Linked DNA regions of Sus scrofa: regions 2, 3 and 4 are each linked to region 1. The links are chromatin contacts, called in public Hi-C and HiChIP or PLAC-seq maps. All regions are on one chromosome and are shown on one strand. Each heading gives the region's core, a stretch centred on a gene start, on an enhancer-like site or on the middle of the called end of the contact. The rest is flanking DNA. Distances are from core to core; before and after follow the strand shown.

Region 1 (3,557 bases), core at 759-3,258:
GAACACCCAGTGTGAGGACATGCTCTGCTTCTCTGGGGGAGGCTACCTCAACATCAAGGCCAGCACCTTCCCTGTGCACCAGCAGAAGTTGCAGGGCTTTGTGGTTGGTTATAACGGCTCCAAGATCTTCTGCCTCCACGTCTTCTCCATGTCAGCTGTGGAGGTGCCACAGGTAACCTGGGGCCCATCAGCTCCTCACAGGGGAGGGCGAGTGAGACCAGGAAAGCCAGGCTCCTTGCTGGTGCTTGGGAGGGGGTGGCAAGGACAGAGGGAAGAGAGAAAAGAGTGGCAGCTGTGATATTCTGGAAGGCACTCTGAACCTGAACCGCAACCCTATCTCCACCCCTTGCAGCCTGTGTGTCTTTGGGCAAACAGCTCAACCTCCCTGATCCCCTTTCCTGGGAGGGGCGGAAGTATTGCTCCTGCAGATGAAACCTCGGATTTACTTTACTTGCTTTACTGAATGTGATTATAAATAAGACAGAGTTTTAATCACTTCCTTTCCCTCCATCTTCTTGTTAACCTAACATTTACATCCTGCAGACCCATCACTTTGTATGAATTATTGGCCATCAGTTAGCAATCTGGCTTTTCCACTCAGCAGTCTGCTGGAAGCATGACTCTTCCTCAGTACATGTGCTCCTCTGGCATTTCAAATACAGAGATTGTGGATTCACATGCAATTGTAAGAAGTCATACAGAGAGCCTTAGTACAACTTGCCCAGGTATTCCCATTGGGGACAGTTTGCAAAACTACAGCACAAATTTATCACCTGTGTAGGTGCATGGTTCTACTGCCACCAGCTCATGAGATCCCTGGTGTTGGATTGCCCTTTGTTATAACCACACCTCCCTTCCTGCTGCCCTGCCCCCTCCCCTCATTGGTTTTTTAGTTTGTTGCTTTGGCTATAGCATGCAGAGGCTTGATTTGGGATCTCAGTTCCCAGACTGGGGATTGAACCTGGGCCTAAGCAGTGAAAGCGCTAAATCCTAACCACTAGACCACTAGGGAACTCCCCAATACCACTTGATTTTAATGACTACTTTTTGTCTTATCATATAGATCTTCCATAACTTAACCAGTACTTAGAGTTGGATAGTCATACTGTTTACAGCTTTTTTGCTATTGTAGATAGTGGGCGTCTTTCTAGCTAAGTCTTTGTACCTATCCCAACTTAGGTCCTTGGTATAAATTCCTAGAAGTGAAATTAATGGGTCAGAGGTCGGTCATGTCCTTGGAAAGATTCGTAGGTCTGTCTCGACTGCCTTGCAGCTGGGATCCTATAATCTGCACCCCTTCACATACCTCATCTTCACTCTCGCCCCCTGCTATTGCTCCTTGTGAAGGGTAGGGCTGGGGTCCACTGCTCCCTCTCAGCCGATGTTACCCTTGTTACTGCTTCAGGAATCAATAGCGCCTGGTATTGAGGAGGTATTCAGTAAGCAATAGTAGAATTCAGATCTGAGGAACAGGAAAGAGAAAAAAGAAAGCCAGAGAACGAAGGGAGAGAGTTGGGTGGGGGTGGGGCAGGAGGGGCAGGGAGAGCAGCCCCACTGACTGTTCCTCGAGGTCCTAGTCGGGTCTGCATCCTGCACTGGCCCTACAGCCTCCAGAAACCCAGCCTTTGTCCATCCAGCCAAACAGGCCATGCTGATAGAGTTTTCCTCCAGGACTGCTATTCTGGCCTCAAAGATAAATGCACTTTGCTGCTCCCTGACTTGGGCCGACCAAGAGGAGCCAGAGGGGTGGCCTGGGCTTCCTCTTGCCAAGCCCTTAAGTTTCAGAGCCAGAGGGCCCTCCCCCACCTCTGAGGCTGCACCAAGGCCATCCTGCTGATGCAGCAGGTCAGAATTGCCAAGGGTTAGGAAAGGCAGCCTGAAGACAAAGGCTATTTATCTGTCGCCTCTGCCTCCAGCCATCCTGTGGTTTTGGCCTACAGAGGAGGGAGAAAGCATCAGGCCCACTCTGGGGATTTCTGGTTTCCTTTCGAAATTTACATCATCTTGTGCAAGAATTGGTTAGTCAGGGCTGCCAAGTAGGGCGGCAAGCCCTCTCGGGCTTCTCAGGGCCGTGGTGACTTCATGCTTGGAATGTAGCAGTAAGATAAAGTGGAGCTCAGTGGGCATTTGTTTGGTTAGGGTATTTTTAAAACTACTGTTCTCATATTGTGCCTCGCAGGCAAACCTGAATTGTATGCTGATTCTGTTGTGCCTGTCCCATCCCTGCCATGGGCTTTGAGCTTTGACTCTGCTGCCTAAACCAGCTGTGACCTTGAGCAGCTCCTTTCACTCTTTGGGCCTCACTTTTCTGTGTAGTGGAGCTAAATATAAGATCTTTCAGGTTTTGTCTGGCCCAATTCCTATTCCCCTTATTATTATCAATCTTAAAATAGCAAACACTACAAAAAAACTAAATTAGAACAAAGGGTGCTCACTGGAGGAATTAAGAAAGGAAAGCTCTTTGTGCCTGGGGAATTTGAGAAAGCTTCCAGGAGGTGGCGACATTTTATCTGAGCTCGGAAAGATCTGGAGAGAAGCAGCTAGTGTGTCTGGAGCAAAGGGAAATGGGAGCCCTCCTGGAGTCGGGAGATGGGGAGGAGCTGGTGCTGGGAAGGTGCAGTGGGGAGGGGGCAGGCCCATACATGCCAGCCCCTTCCCTCTTCCAGAGCACTTGTGCCTGCCCCAGTAGCTAGAAGGGCAGGGCATTACAGCAGAAGCTAATCAGCTTACACCAAATCACACAGCAAAGCTGTGGCTGCTCCCTGGCTCCTCCCATGCTGCCCCCTCCAAGCAGGAGTAGGGGTGGCTCCGAGAAGAATGTGAGCGTTCAGAAGCGATTTTGCTGGCTTGCTGTCAGAGGGTAGAATGGCTTAAAAAGAAACAAGTTTCCTTCAACTTCAAAGATAAAGGTCCCAAATGGAGAAAACAGCATGTCCAGCTCCACATGTGGCAGCCATTATCAGAGGTCCTGGCTGATTGGTGTCCACTGCCCCAGAACCCAGAAGGAGGTGTGCAGTTTGTTTAGCACTTCTGACTGCCTGAAAACAGGCAGGGCCTCTGGTCAATGAAGACCCCGGGCCCAACTCACACATGTTCTCGTGTGCGTGTGTCCACACGACACATGCACACACGCACACACCCCCTACCCAGGAGGCAGGGAGGAGCCAGAACTTGGTCACGCTCCCCCGCCCCTGGTCCATCCCCAGGTCTTCCATGTGCCATTTCTGTGTCTTTGGCAGATCAGTCACCCTCTCAGTCTCCAGGCAGTGGTCAGGGAGCAGCAATATCCACTGCACAGGGCTGTTGAGACTGATCCTAAACTACTTTGTAAACCTAAAAAGAGAAGTTTTTAGGACCCATTCAGATATCACGGTGAGGCAGCCGTGTCCCACCAGAGGAATAGCAAGAAGGTTCCCAGTGCCAGGACCTAGGAGGGGTTGCCTTTCTTGGAGTAAGGAGGTTTCTCGGTATCTTTGCAAGAGGCCACTCCAGGGCCCTTCTTCACAGTGACGTTCATTCCTTCAGCATCATAGGCTGAGGGCCTGCTGAGGAAGGTA
Region 2 (3,557 bases), core at 296-2,795, 250 kb after region 1:
CGAAGCAAAGAAACAGTTTAATTTACAACCATTTGGGGCAAACTTTCTCTACTCATGGATTAATACAATACATGGAGGTAATAAAAATCAATTAAAAATGTTTCGATTATATTTTAAGTTTCCCTCCTCCCTCTTCTCCTCTCCATAATGGAGAAAAAGGAGTTAACTTCTGTTTTACTCAGTCTTTACTCCCTATCCTTTGAGGGCTCTCTTATGAATTCCTTTCTTCTGATCACCCCATTCAACCTGGGCTGGCATTCTTAATAAAACACAGATAAGTGAACTGACCTTTTACAACCTTAGAACAAACAGAAATGTGCCAATGTTTTAAAATCCAAGTTACAGAACAAACAGAAGAAAAAAAACGGGTACAGAGCAGAGGTACAGGTCTGTTAACAAAGTTGGCATTTAAATTATCAACCATAAGGAATAAGAGTAATTTAACATCAAACTTCAGAGTGAAAAATCTGTTCAGATCTTCAATCCAACAGCTCACAGCAAACAATATTAATGCACATGAGCTTTAGAATCAGGTCAAACTATTAAAAAACCTCTTTCGCTTTAGCATTTATCTCTTAGAATATTATTTATAAAGCTGACACACACACACAAAAATTAAGATATAGACCAAGTTTTCTACTCATGACTCCAGATAAAATGGGGAAGTGGTAGTTGTAATGCATAAACTGGATCAGCCTCTTATTGAATTGTATCTCAGGGACTTTCTCTGCTGATCTGGAGACATGAATTTAGAACCAAGATATGTGCATACTGCCTTACAATTCAGAAAATTGCCAAGTCTTTGGGAAAACTATACTGCAAACAAGTAGCTGAGTAATAGGAACCTCTTTTTTTTTTTTTTTAATGTGAGAAATATTTCAGATGGCTTTAATCCAAATTCTCATTTGTTATGCATGCCTGACATCTTCAAATTTAACCCAAGCTTTTCCCAAGCTGTACAAGGCAAATAAAACTCTTCTGTTCATTGAAGGAAACACTTATTTTTGGATAACTATTTAGCCTGTAAGAGTAATAACGACATTACTCTGCAATGAAGCAGCCCATCATACAGGAGAGTGGGGACACTCCAGTATGATCTGAGCATGCCCACATAGCCAAAGAACACTCTGTGCATTCTGCTTAAATAGCTCTGGATAAAATGAACAAATAGGAAACACATAATATGCTTTGCAATATTATTGCAACCTCACACAAGTCAGTCCAAAAATAGCAAATGCCGGTGGCTGAGCTCTACTGCTGAAAAATTCTAAGTTTGAGCAGCTCAAAGCATTTCCTGTGTCTGTCTATTCAACCAGCCCCCACTTAAAGCTGTAGAATTATAGGATTAAGTAAGAGATTTAAAAAAAAGACAGATACACACACATATACAACATACGGTTTCCGAAGAGAGTGAGGGTTCCATGCTTGTGAGGGAGAAGGAGGAGGAATATGCCGAATAAGCCTCGGGTTTCTCCCAGATTTGAACATGCTGTACTGTGGCAGGAGGTCAGCAGAGACTGGCTCCAGCCCTGTGAGGCTGAATTCTACCCTGACAAAGCAGTATCACTGTAATATGAAGCAAGAGGATCCAGGGCATGTTGGCTGCTATACAGAGTGGCTATTCTAGAAAGTAATGGCAATTCTAAAACAAGAGATCTATGCTGTCACATGAGATAATCTTCAGTCCAGTTAAGCAATAAGTACAAAAAAAACTTTGAATCCCAAACACAGGTCGTTCAAAATATTAGGAAGAAACTTTTCTCCTCAAATCTATTGTGTGTCTAGAAGAAATGAAAAGGAAGTAGGAAAGCTGAAGAACTATTGTTAATTGGTTCTGTATCACAAATAATATACTGATTGTAATCTAAGATGAAGCATAGTCTTTTGGATACTGTGACCTATATGAGGGAGAAGCAAGAATATTCTACAAAAGTAGTTTTGGGAATGGATATATGCCAGAACTGAAGATATGGTTTAAAAACACACACACACACACACCCAAAAACCAAAAAAAATCTCATTTCTCACATACTCCCAAAAAGCAGAGGCTGCCACAAACTTAACGTATATTAATTACTGTTTCTTTTTAGGTCACCAATATACAGCAATAGTGCTAGAAATTCTTCTCTGAAATAAGGGAAACACTAAAAAAGATCTTAAATAGGAAAAGGAGCCAGAAGGTAGAATTTGTCAGGAGAAATCACAGGGCAATGTAAATAATTCTTTACATCTTGGTCTCCCTTACATTATGAAAGTTTACTCTAGACCAAAAATGACCCAATCCTTTTATCATTCTCAAAAAGACAAATCTATGGTGAAAAGAATGAATTATGGATTAGTGGTAGGATTAGGTGTGACTACACAAAAGTGACAGAACTAATTAGAGCTCTAACTGTGCTGGAGGCTATATGAATCTATGGGAATGAAAAACTCCATGGAACTGTATGCATGCCTAAAAAGTCAGTTTTACAGTATTAGAGAAAAAAGAAATAAAGGATATAAAAGAAAGGTTTTTCACTTACAAGATGCATTATAAAATTTTAATTTTATAACTAGTAGTTTACTAATTTCAGCTTTAAAAAGGAGATTATATAATATGATTATTTATAGATTTTCAAGTTTCTAATAGTTTTTTGGGATCTCTATTTGTACCCAAACACGTAAAATATAATCTTACAACTTCTAACACAATTTCCTCATTATTTAAGAATCTTAAAGATATAGCCCAGCATCTTATTTTTATGTCTCAGAAACAAAAATATCACCAAATAGAAAAAAAAAATTACTAAGTAGTTTCAAATAGATAGTTTTAAATACTATAAAACAGACATACAGGTTCCCATATTAATAAGTTTTGGTTTTAGGTCTTTTTTTTTTTGTCTTTTTTGCCATTTCTTGGGCCGCTCCTGGGACACATGGAGGTTCCCAGCCTAGGGGTTGAATGGGAGCTGCAGCCGCCGGGCTACGCCAGAGCCACAGCAACATGGGATCTGAGCCACGTCTGCAACCTATACCACAGCTCACAGCAACACCAGATCCTTAACCCACTGAGCAAGCCAGGGATTGAACCCACAACCCCATGGTTCCTAGTCAGATTCGTTAACCACTGAGCCACGACGGGAACTCCGATTTTACGTCATTTTATCAGGATCTCTTTCACATGCCTTGGGCACAGCCTCCCCGGCCCCTGCCCCCACCCCCCCCCACCAAAAAGAAGCACTGTTCACATCGAACACCTCATTTTATAGTGTGAAATCCAAGGTTTTGAAAGGAGAAGTGAGAATGCAGTAGTGGCCATGTCAGACCTAGAATCCTTGTTTTAGGATCTCCACTTGGGTTCTCTCTACTACACCATTCTGTTTGCTCGCCTTCTTTTTTCCTTTCCTCCCTCCTTTCCTTCCTTCATGTCATAACAATCTGACTTCTGTTTACCATTATTTAAAACAAAAGAATAAATAAGTAAGTAAAAACCAAAAATACCCTCAATTTCTGCAATATACTCATTTTCTAAGCCCCATCTGCTATGGCATTCCTGCTTTATACTTTCGCTACACAAA
Region 3 (3,557 bases), core at 628-3,127, 190 kb after region 1:
AATCATACCAAGCGTGATGTAATCATTTTCTTCCAGTAGGGACAGTTAATTGGTATCTGGAGACAAGTGACAGTAAGAACGAGACAGTACTGTTGAAAGTGCACGCATGAATGTGCTCTTGAGAGTTAAAATCCCAGATCACAAGTAACTGTGATAAATGTGGGAAAGATAACATGTATAGTCAGGGACAGGGACAGTAAGAGATAAGTAATTAGACAAGCCAATGATAAAGTTCAGGCCTTTTGAAACTCAAATTTTTGTGAGTTCCATCCAGTAAAAGATCTTTATTAAGCAAGGACTCACTCCAAAGACATACAAAGACTAAGAACTTCTGGTATGCGTAAGCAATCATTCAAGGGAGTTGAAGAAAAAGACAAATTGTTCAGATGTGAAAACTTAATACTGCAAAGCCATTAGCCAAAGCTAAGGGGAGGTCACGTTTCCCTAACCCAGGAAAAAAAGTACTTCAGGAAGATGACCTGGGTGCAGCCTGTGGTGGTGAATTAGGGTAAGGCCCATGGAAGAAGACTTTAGAAACTGCTCTCTATGGAGCAGTAACAGTAATAAATAATAATAAAAAAACCCCCACCATCTCATGGTAATAATAATACTGAGAGTGACAATTTACAAGTTTACCATTCTGGAGATTAAGAGTACTCTTTTTCTTGATTCTCAAACCCTAACCTGCTACCAGCAGCAATTTGCTAGAAAGAACTGTATAAAGGTTACAGTTAAAAGGTTGAATTAATTAATTCTGTAATGACAATAATATACCAAATATGAAATATTTATGAAAGGCTGATAATTAACTTGTTGGTCTAAGATGCATTCTCTTTTGTCATCGTGGTTGTATCTCATCCATTTGCTGTGTGAGCAGGGACTACGCTGACATCTAACTTCAAAACACCTGTAGTACATTACTGGATTCAATATATTTCTACCGATGTGAATAAAAACAATACGATTTTCCTTCTTGATGAACATCTGAGAAATACCATACATTTAAATAAAAGCAAAAAATAACTGAAAACTGAAATGAATAACAAAAATGACTAATAAAACTCTGCAGCATAGTTAAGGGTTTGCACAATAACTATTTTGTCACTTCTCCATCTGCCCTGTTCATCTCTAGGTGCAGGCTAACAAGCAGTGAAAGAGCCATAGGGAAAGCAGCAGAGGGAGGATGAACCAGAGTTCCAGATAACCAAGTTGCCAAGAATTGTAACAGACGCTCCTGGAAACCTACTCTCTTCGGTGCCTGAGGCTTGCTCACTCAGGTTGTACAAAGTGCCCACTGTGTGATTTTCTTTCTGAATGGGATTTCAGATCCCATAACTAATGTGTATAATATGACCCTGACTGTGTACATGTTTAACAGCTCAAAATCTACCACAGTATGAAAGGAAAGCAAATATGAAATACTGCTAGATCTAAGACTTCAAGCTTATGCATGGTCTAGTTTTCTTAGGTTCTTTCTTATTAATTTGAATATCAACTTATATGCATTCTGTTGTCTGAAGAAGACGTGTAGACATGGAGGTCATATTTAACTGTTACTCTGGGAGGACATAAATTGATCATACTGCTAAAAAGAAGGCTTTGGGACTAGAATTAAGGTTGGATTACATCTCTAAAATTGAAAAAAAAAACTCAAAATAAAGTTTCAATATAATTATTTACAAATGATCTTAGTTTAGATGTAATTTTATTTCCCTACACAGTAACTAAAGAAATAAGCCAGACTGTCTTTACAGTCCTACCTGGGCTGTTTGGAGCCACACTATTTCCTTTCAGTATGCGACTCCCACTTAGAAACATCAACATGCCTGCAAGGGCACAGTTGACAGAACCCACTGTCCTAAGCTTTGGGAAAGAAAGCTAACCCACGCCTCCAGCAGGAGGATAGTTTAACACTTGAAACCATGAATCACTGGATTACTCAGTAACTCCTTCCAATTTTGGCAGACACTATTCTTAAAAAGGAAGGAGAGAGAAGAGAGGGAGAAATAGGCAGAGGAGTGGGTAGGGCAAAAGAGAGGAGAGAAAAAGATATACTCAATTACAGAATTACTGAACAGGGCTGTGAATACTTTCTCGGTATCTTTTGAGCTGTGAACAAAGTCCACGGTGGCCTGAATACTCAGCACTGGTACCGCCTGATTTAGCCATGAGCTGTATACGTACCAACTGGAAAATTCTCTTTTCCGATAGCTTTTGCTAGCACACTTGGCTATCCACATATAATATAAAATTAGATTCCTACTTCACTCAAGACAAACAACTATATTGCAAATGTGAAGAGCTAATTTTAAACCTTTTAGAAGCAGTACTGGAAAATAGCAAATAGTTTTCTTATACAGGAAAAGGCACAGCTCAGAAAAACAAGACTATTAAGCCTGGCTATATTTACTATAGCAGTGAAGCAAGGATTCTGGCATAAACTGAGGAGGTTCAAATTTGGCTTTGCTACTTACTAGCCATGTAACCTTAGGCAAGTTACTTAACCTCTGTATCCAGTTCATCAACTGTAAAATAGGGATAGTACCAATGCCCATTTTCAGAAGACTGCTGTGATGATGAAGTGAGTCAATAAACACATAAGCTATCAAAACAGTACTGGGTACAAAGTAAGCTATTAGTACTGGCTATTCTTTTTGTACCATGTAAGTGGCTCCTTTTTTTTCTCCCCTTTTTTATGGCCACACTTGCGGCATATGGAAATTCCTGGGCTAGGGGTTGAATCAGAGCTGCAGCTGCCACCCTACACCACAGTCACAGCAGTGCCAGATCTGAGCCACATCTGCGACCTATGCTATAGCTCATGGCAATGCGGGATCCTTAACCCACTGAGGGAGGCCAGGGATGGAACTCGCATCCTCATGGATACAAGTCGGGTTCTTAACCTGCTGAGCCACAATGGGAACTCCTAAATGGTTCTTTTTAAAAAACTCAAACATTAAAGATTCCAGAATATACTTCTATCCAAGATCTTACACATTGCAGGTATAAATAAGGAGTACAAAGAGTTCAAACAAAAGAATAATGTAATTCAACATTACATAAAGTAACAACAGTCACCTTTCTTGCTAACTGGTCATGTGGTTAGGCAGCTATTGTCTACTGCCTGATCTTCCAGTTCTCCCAACAACCCTATAAAGTAGGCATTGTTTTCACTAATTTACAAATGACTGACTTCGAGGTATCCCTCTTACCTTATCACAATCTGACAGTAGCAGCAGCAATATCACCTTCACAACAGGGCTTCCTATGACCAGATCCTAAAGGGCTTTCATGTCTAATCACACCTGCCAGTGTAGCAACTTCCAGCCCATCTACTGCTGAGGTTAGAACTAGTATAGAAACTAGCACAGAATCAGTATAGAAAAAGCCATGACCAAAAGTCAGTCAGTTAAATATATTTTGACTACTTATTATAAGTTAGGGAACATGCTACAAAGCTGGGAGACATGGTCAGAAGCCAAGATTAATAGCTAACTGTTGCTAAAAGAAGCTGACTATACTGTTCTGCTTAAACTCTGTCTCTTACTATTAAAAAT
Region 4 (3,557 bases), core at 790-3,289, 160 kb after region 1:
TCTCTGAGCCCAAATCCTGACTTTGCCATATACTAGGAAAACAACTTACCCACAGGATAAAACTCAAGACACCCGAGTTTGTTTCCATCTGCAACATGGAAATTACAGCACCTCCTCTTCAGAGCCACTGTAAGAATTAGGAGTAAAAAAAGTGGCACTATTCCTAGCACAGAATAAGGATTCAATACATGGCAAAATCCCACTTTTCAAAGAGCACCCAGTATGTGCCAGGCACCGTTGCAGGCACTGAGGACATAGCCATGAACACAATGGCGTTCTTCCCTGTGGTTAAGTCACCAGCAGAATTTCCTGTTGGTCCCTCAGCCCGGTGCACACGCAGCATCTGCCAGTTTTTGTTCTCTGGGGCTGGGATTTGCCCTTTGCTGTTCCTATGGTCAGAGCATTCTAGACACACCGTTTTGCTTAGTTTTCCAAAGTGAGCCAAGAGCCAAGGCTGGCTAGAGAGAACCCCAATTCTAGCTACTAGGCCCTTTATCAGGTAAGAATGGGAGAAACAATATAATCTGAAGAGATCCAGATGAGTCAGAAAGGTCCCTGTCCTCAAGGAATTCTCAGTCTATGAATAACATTAATAACTGAGATCATCTGTGGAGCTAAGTGAGGCTTGTACAATTACTTCAATTAATCCTCACAACCTTTTTTCTAAGGTATAGAGTTTATTATATTTTCATCATGGTTTGCTCTATATTTTAATAGAGTCTCAATGACTATTGAAATTAAGCCTTCTAAAAGAATATTCAATTGGACAGTTTAGGCATTCATTAAAGCAGAAGCCTGAATAAATTTTGTGAGTACTTCTGTAGAATTTAAGGATTCTAGTGCCCAAAATTTAGATTGGTAAGAATTAAATTCTGGGCTTCCTACATCCTCACTTTCCATATATCAAATAAAAAATTTAAGGGCAGGAGTTCCTGTTGTGATAATGAACCTGACTGGGATCCATGAGGATTCATGTTCAATCCCTAGCCTCACTCATTGGGTTTGATACCTCAGCTTCCTTGGTCTCTGTCTCACCATAGCAAAGCATTGAAACAGCAGATGTTTTATCAATTTATTAAAGTGAAAGTACGTTTTCAGAGAGGGAGAGAGAGAACTCTGCGCAGGTTAAAAAGAGGGCCCAACTCAGTTTGCAACAGTCTTTATACCCTACAATGTGATCTGAGTGGACACCCAATTTGATCTTCTGATTGGTCTTGGGCAGGATACCTTATTTGCCTGGGAGACCTTTCTGACTCATCTGGATCTCTTCAGATTATATGGTAGTGGAGTGAGGAATGGGTGACATTCCTTCTGTAGCAGCGAGTGAGCAACCCAGGCTGGTCAAGGGGGAAGGGGCATTACAATGAGACATGGTCAGAGGCTTTTGGGCCTAATCTCCTTGAAGGGCACTTAAAGCCTATAACAGGTTTAGGATCCAGCCATGAGCTGCGGTGTAGGTCAGCAGCTGAGGCTCCAATTTGATCACCAGCCTGGGAACTTCCATATGCCACAGGTGCAGCCCTAATTAATAAATAAATAAACAAAACAAAATAAAAAATTAAAAATTTAAGCGCCTTCCATTGTAGGATCAAAAGGCAAAAGACCAAATACCTTGGACAGTATTTCCTCAGCTGACATGAAAACTCAGCTACTGGGTCCTTCTGAGAGGACTCTTAATTGTCTTCAGACACAGGATGGGTCACTACACCTCTCAACACCTTCTTGGAGTCCTGGGGTATTCAGAACTTTAGCATGGCATTCAGAATTTTTTGCAGCCATTTTAAACTTTGCCCCTCATTTACACATTCTTCCAGGCAACTTCCAAGCCAGCTGAGACTCTTATCCATTGCTTAAACCACTCACCTTGGCCTTTCTCATCTCTGTGGTTTTTGTCAATACTGTTTCTTCAACTTGGAAAACCCGCCTCACTCATCTCCACTCACCAAAATCTCATCTCAGTCCAGACCCCACTGCCTCCTCCTTCCAGACTTCCCCAATCACCAGGTCGGAACTGTTTCTTCCTCTTTGCTCCCACACATGGCTTCTGACGCTATTACAACATAGGCTCCTTTCCCCTGGATTTAGCACATCTCCATGGCAGAGTCTGGTACACAGAGTGGCTCTCAGTGCTACACGATGAATGAAGGGCTGGACTGAACAGGTGGGACCAGAAACAAGCCCCCCACTCCACATGTCCCCTCTGGCAATAGGATGGCCATCTGACCACCACGCCTAGAAATCTAGGGCTGGAAGAAAGCCCAACGGGTGGCCCAGACTTGGTCCAAAGTTCCTTTAAGGCAATCCTAAAGCGAAAGATGGGCTATTACAATTAGAAACATTGTCAACCCTTTCCCAATGGACCTGTTATTTGCTTTTCAAAAAGCTTTGATTTTTAAATTTAAAAGCACACAAGTACATTCATATTAAGAGATTTCATATTTTACAGGAGTCAAGCATGAAAGTCTTATTTCAACAACATTCCTTCCACTCCCTTTCCCAGAAGAAACTCCTGGGGACAGTTTAAAGTGGTTTCATTTCTATATACTTACAAACATGTATGTACACAAACAAAAATATTTTGAACACAAATAGACAATACTTCACTACCTTTTCACTACTTTCCCACCAATTTAATGTACTGATTTACACATGAGGCTGAACATTTTCTTTTGAATGCTTATTGGTGATCTATTTCTTATTCTGTGAACTCTTGCCGATTTTCTACTTAGTTGACTGGTTGTTTCAGTTTGTATTAACTCTTAGACTGACACACTGGCGACACCCATCTTTGGTTACAGATGTTGCCCAGACCTATCTTCCTTCTTATTCATTTGCCATTTCCCAACAGTATAGCTTTGGGCAAGCCATGTCACTCAAGCTTTGTTTCCTTATCTAGACAATGAGGATGACATGGCCCAGACTGTGGGGAGAACTGCATGTCACCTACCAAACATTAAACCCAGTATTCAGTAAGTACTCAATAAATGTGAGCTACTCTTCATTACCTAGACTTGGGGAGAGTTGGTTAGGAGTTTAGTTTGGCCTACAGAGTTTAAAAATAATACAAGTGAGGAGTTTCCGCTATAGCACCGTGGGTTAAGGACCCAGCATTGCCACGGCTGTGGCTTGGATTCTATCCCTGGCCCCAGGAGCTTCCATAGGCTGCAGGTGCAACCATAAAAAATATAACAAAAGTGAATCCTTTAGGTGAGGTAGACATTTTCCAGTTGGCCACACAACCACCCTCCTGCCTCCCTAGTCTGTTTTCTACACCACAGCATCTCAGATTTGTGTTACCAGCCTTCTTTTCTCTGGTTTTTAGTGGATGACAATGAAGCAGCTTCGAAATTACCTGTCACCAGCAATCAAGGCTGCTTTGTGTGCCCACTGTGTACTGTGAAACTCTACGATGCGCCGCTCACAGTGTAGCTTACTATGGCCCTGTGGGAATGGCCAGCGTACAATCTACACATCTGTACGTGGCAGCCTGGTCCATATTTAAGAAGCTTAAGGGCACTCTCACAGTGATTTTAAGTTTTCACAACTTAGTAAGCGGC

Evidence for each region. A called contact is a pair of places that touch in the nucleus more often than the background predicts. HiChIP or PLAC-seq counts read pairs in DNA pulled down with a chosen protein or histone mark.
Region 2: a Hi-C map of embryonic fibroblasts shows a contact between it and region 1, with 1.7 times the contacts expected there. The contact joins two enhancer-like sites. A contact is called at or near these places in 3 of 47 Hi-C or Micro-C datasets (embryonic fibroblasts, psoas muscle and skeletal muscle) and 1 of 2 datasets of contacts at active chromatin or transcription factors (skeletal muscle).
Region 3: an H3K27ac HiChIP or PLAC-seq map of alveolar macrophages shows a contact between it and region 1. The contact joins two enhancer-like sites. A contact is called at or near these places in 2 of 2 datasets of contacts at active chromatin or transcription factors (alveolar macrophages and skeletal muscle).
Region 4: a contact with region 1 is called in an H3K27ac HiChIP or PLAC-seq map of alveolar macrophages. The contact joins two enhancer-like sites. A contact is called at or near these places in 2 of 2 datasets of contacts at active chromatin or transcription factors (alveolar macrophages and skeletal muscle).

The regions. Positions count from the first base shown.
Region 1 is chr13:68,870,638-68,874,194 of Sscrofa11.1, forward strand. It overlaps IFT122 (intraflagellar transport protein 122 homolog), which reads left to right. Exons shown (of 30, transcript XM_021069363.1): 14 at 1-172. Among named protein-coding and RNA genes, the nearest start is that of RHO, 36 kb to the right of the region's middle. Within about 2 kb of position 2,009, at least 50 of the 83 cell types and tissues checked have an H3K27ac peak or open chromatin away from gene starts, as enhancers often do. A contact at or near this core is called in alveolar macrophages, embryonic fibroblasts and skeletal muscle, where this site is marked.
Region 2 is chr13:69,117,421-69,120,977 of Sscrofa11.1, forward strand. The region is part of intron 1 of TMCC1 (transmembrane and coiled-coil domain family 1); the gene reads right to left. Among named protein-coding and RNA genes, the nearest start is that of TMCC1, 100 kb to the right of the region's middle. Within about 2 kb of position 1,546, at least 33 of the 83 cell types and tissues checked have an H3K27ac peak or open chromatin away from gene starts, as enhancers often do. A contact at or near this core is called in embryonic fibroblasts and skeletal muscle, where this site is marked.
Region 3 is chr13:69,063,019-69,066,575 of Sscrofa11.1, forward strand. The region is part of intron 1 of TMCC1 (transmembrane and coiled-coil domain family 1); the gene reads right to left. Among named protein-coding and RNA genes, the nearest start is that of PLXND1, 68 kb to the left of the region's middle. Within about 2 kb of position 1,878, at least 17 of the 83 cell types and tissues checked have an H3K27ac peak or open chromatin away from gene starts, as enhancers often do. A contact at or near this core is called in alveolar macrophages and skeletal muscle, where this site is marked.
Region 4 is chr13:69,031,637-69,035,193 of Sscrofa11.1, forward strand. No RefSeq gene overlaps it. Among named protein-coding and RNA genes, the nearest start is that of PLXND1, 37 kb to the left of the region's middle. Within about 2 kb of position 2,040, at least 1 of the 83 cell types and tissues checked has an H3K27ac peak or open chromatin away from gene starts, as enhancers often do. A contact at or near this core is called in alveolar macrophages, where this site is marked.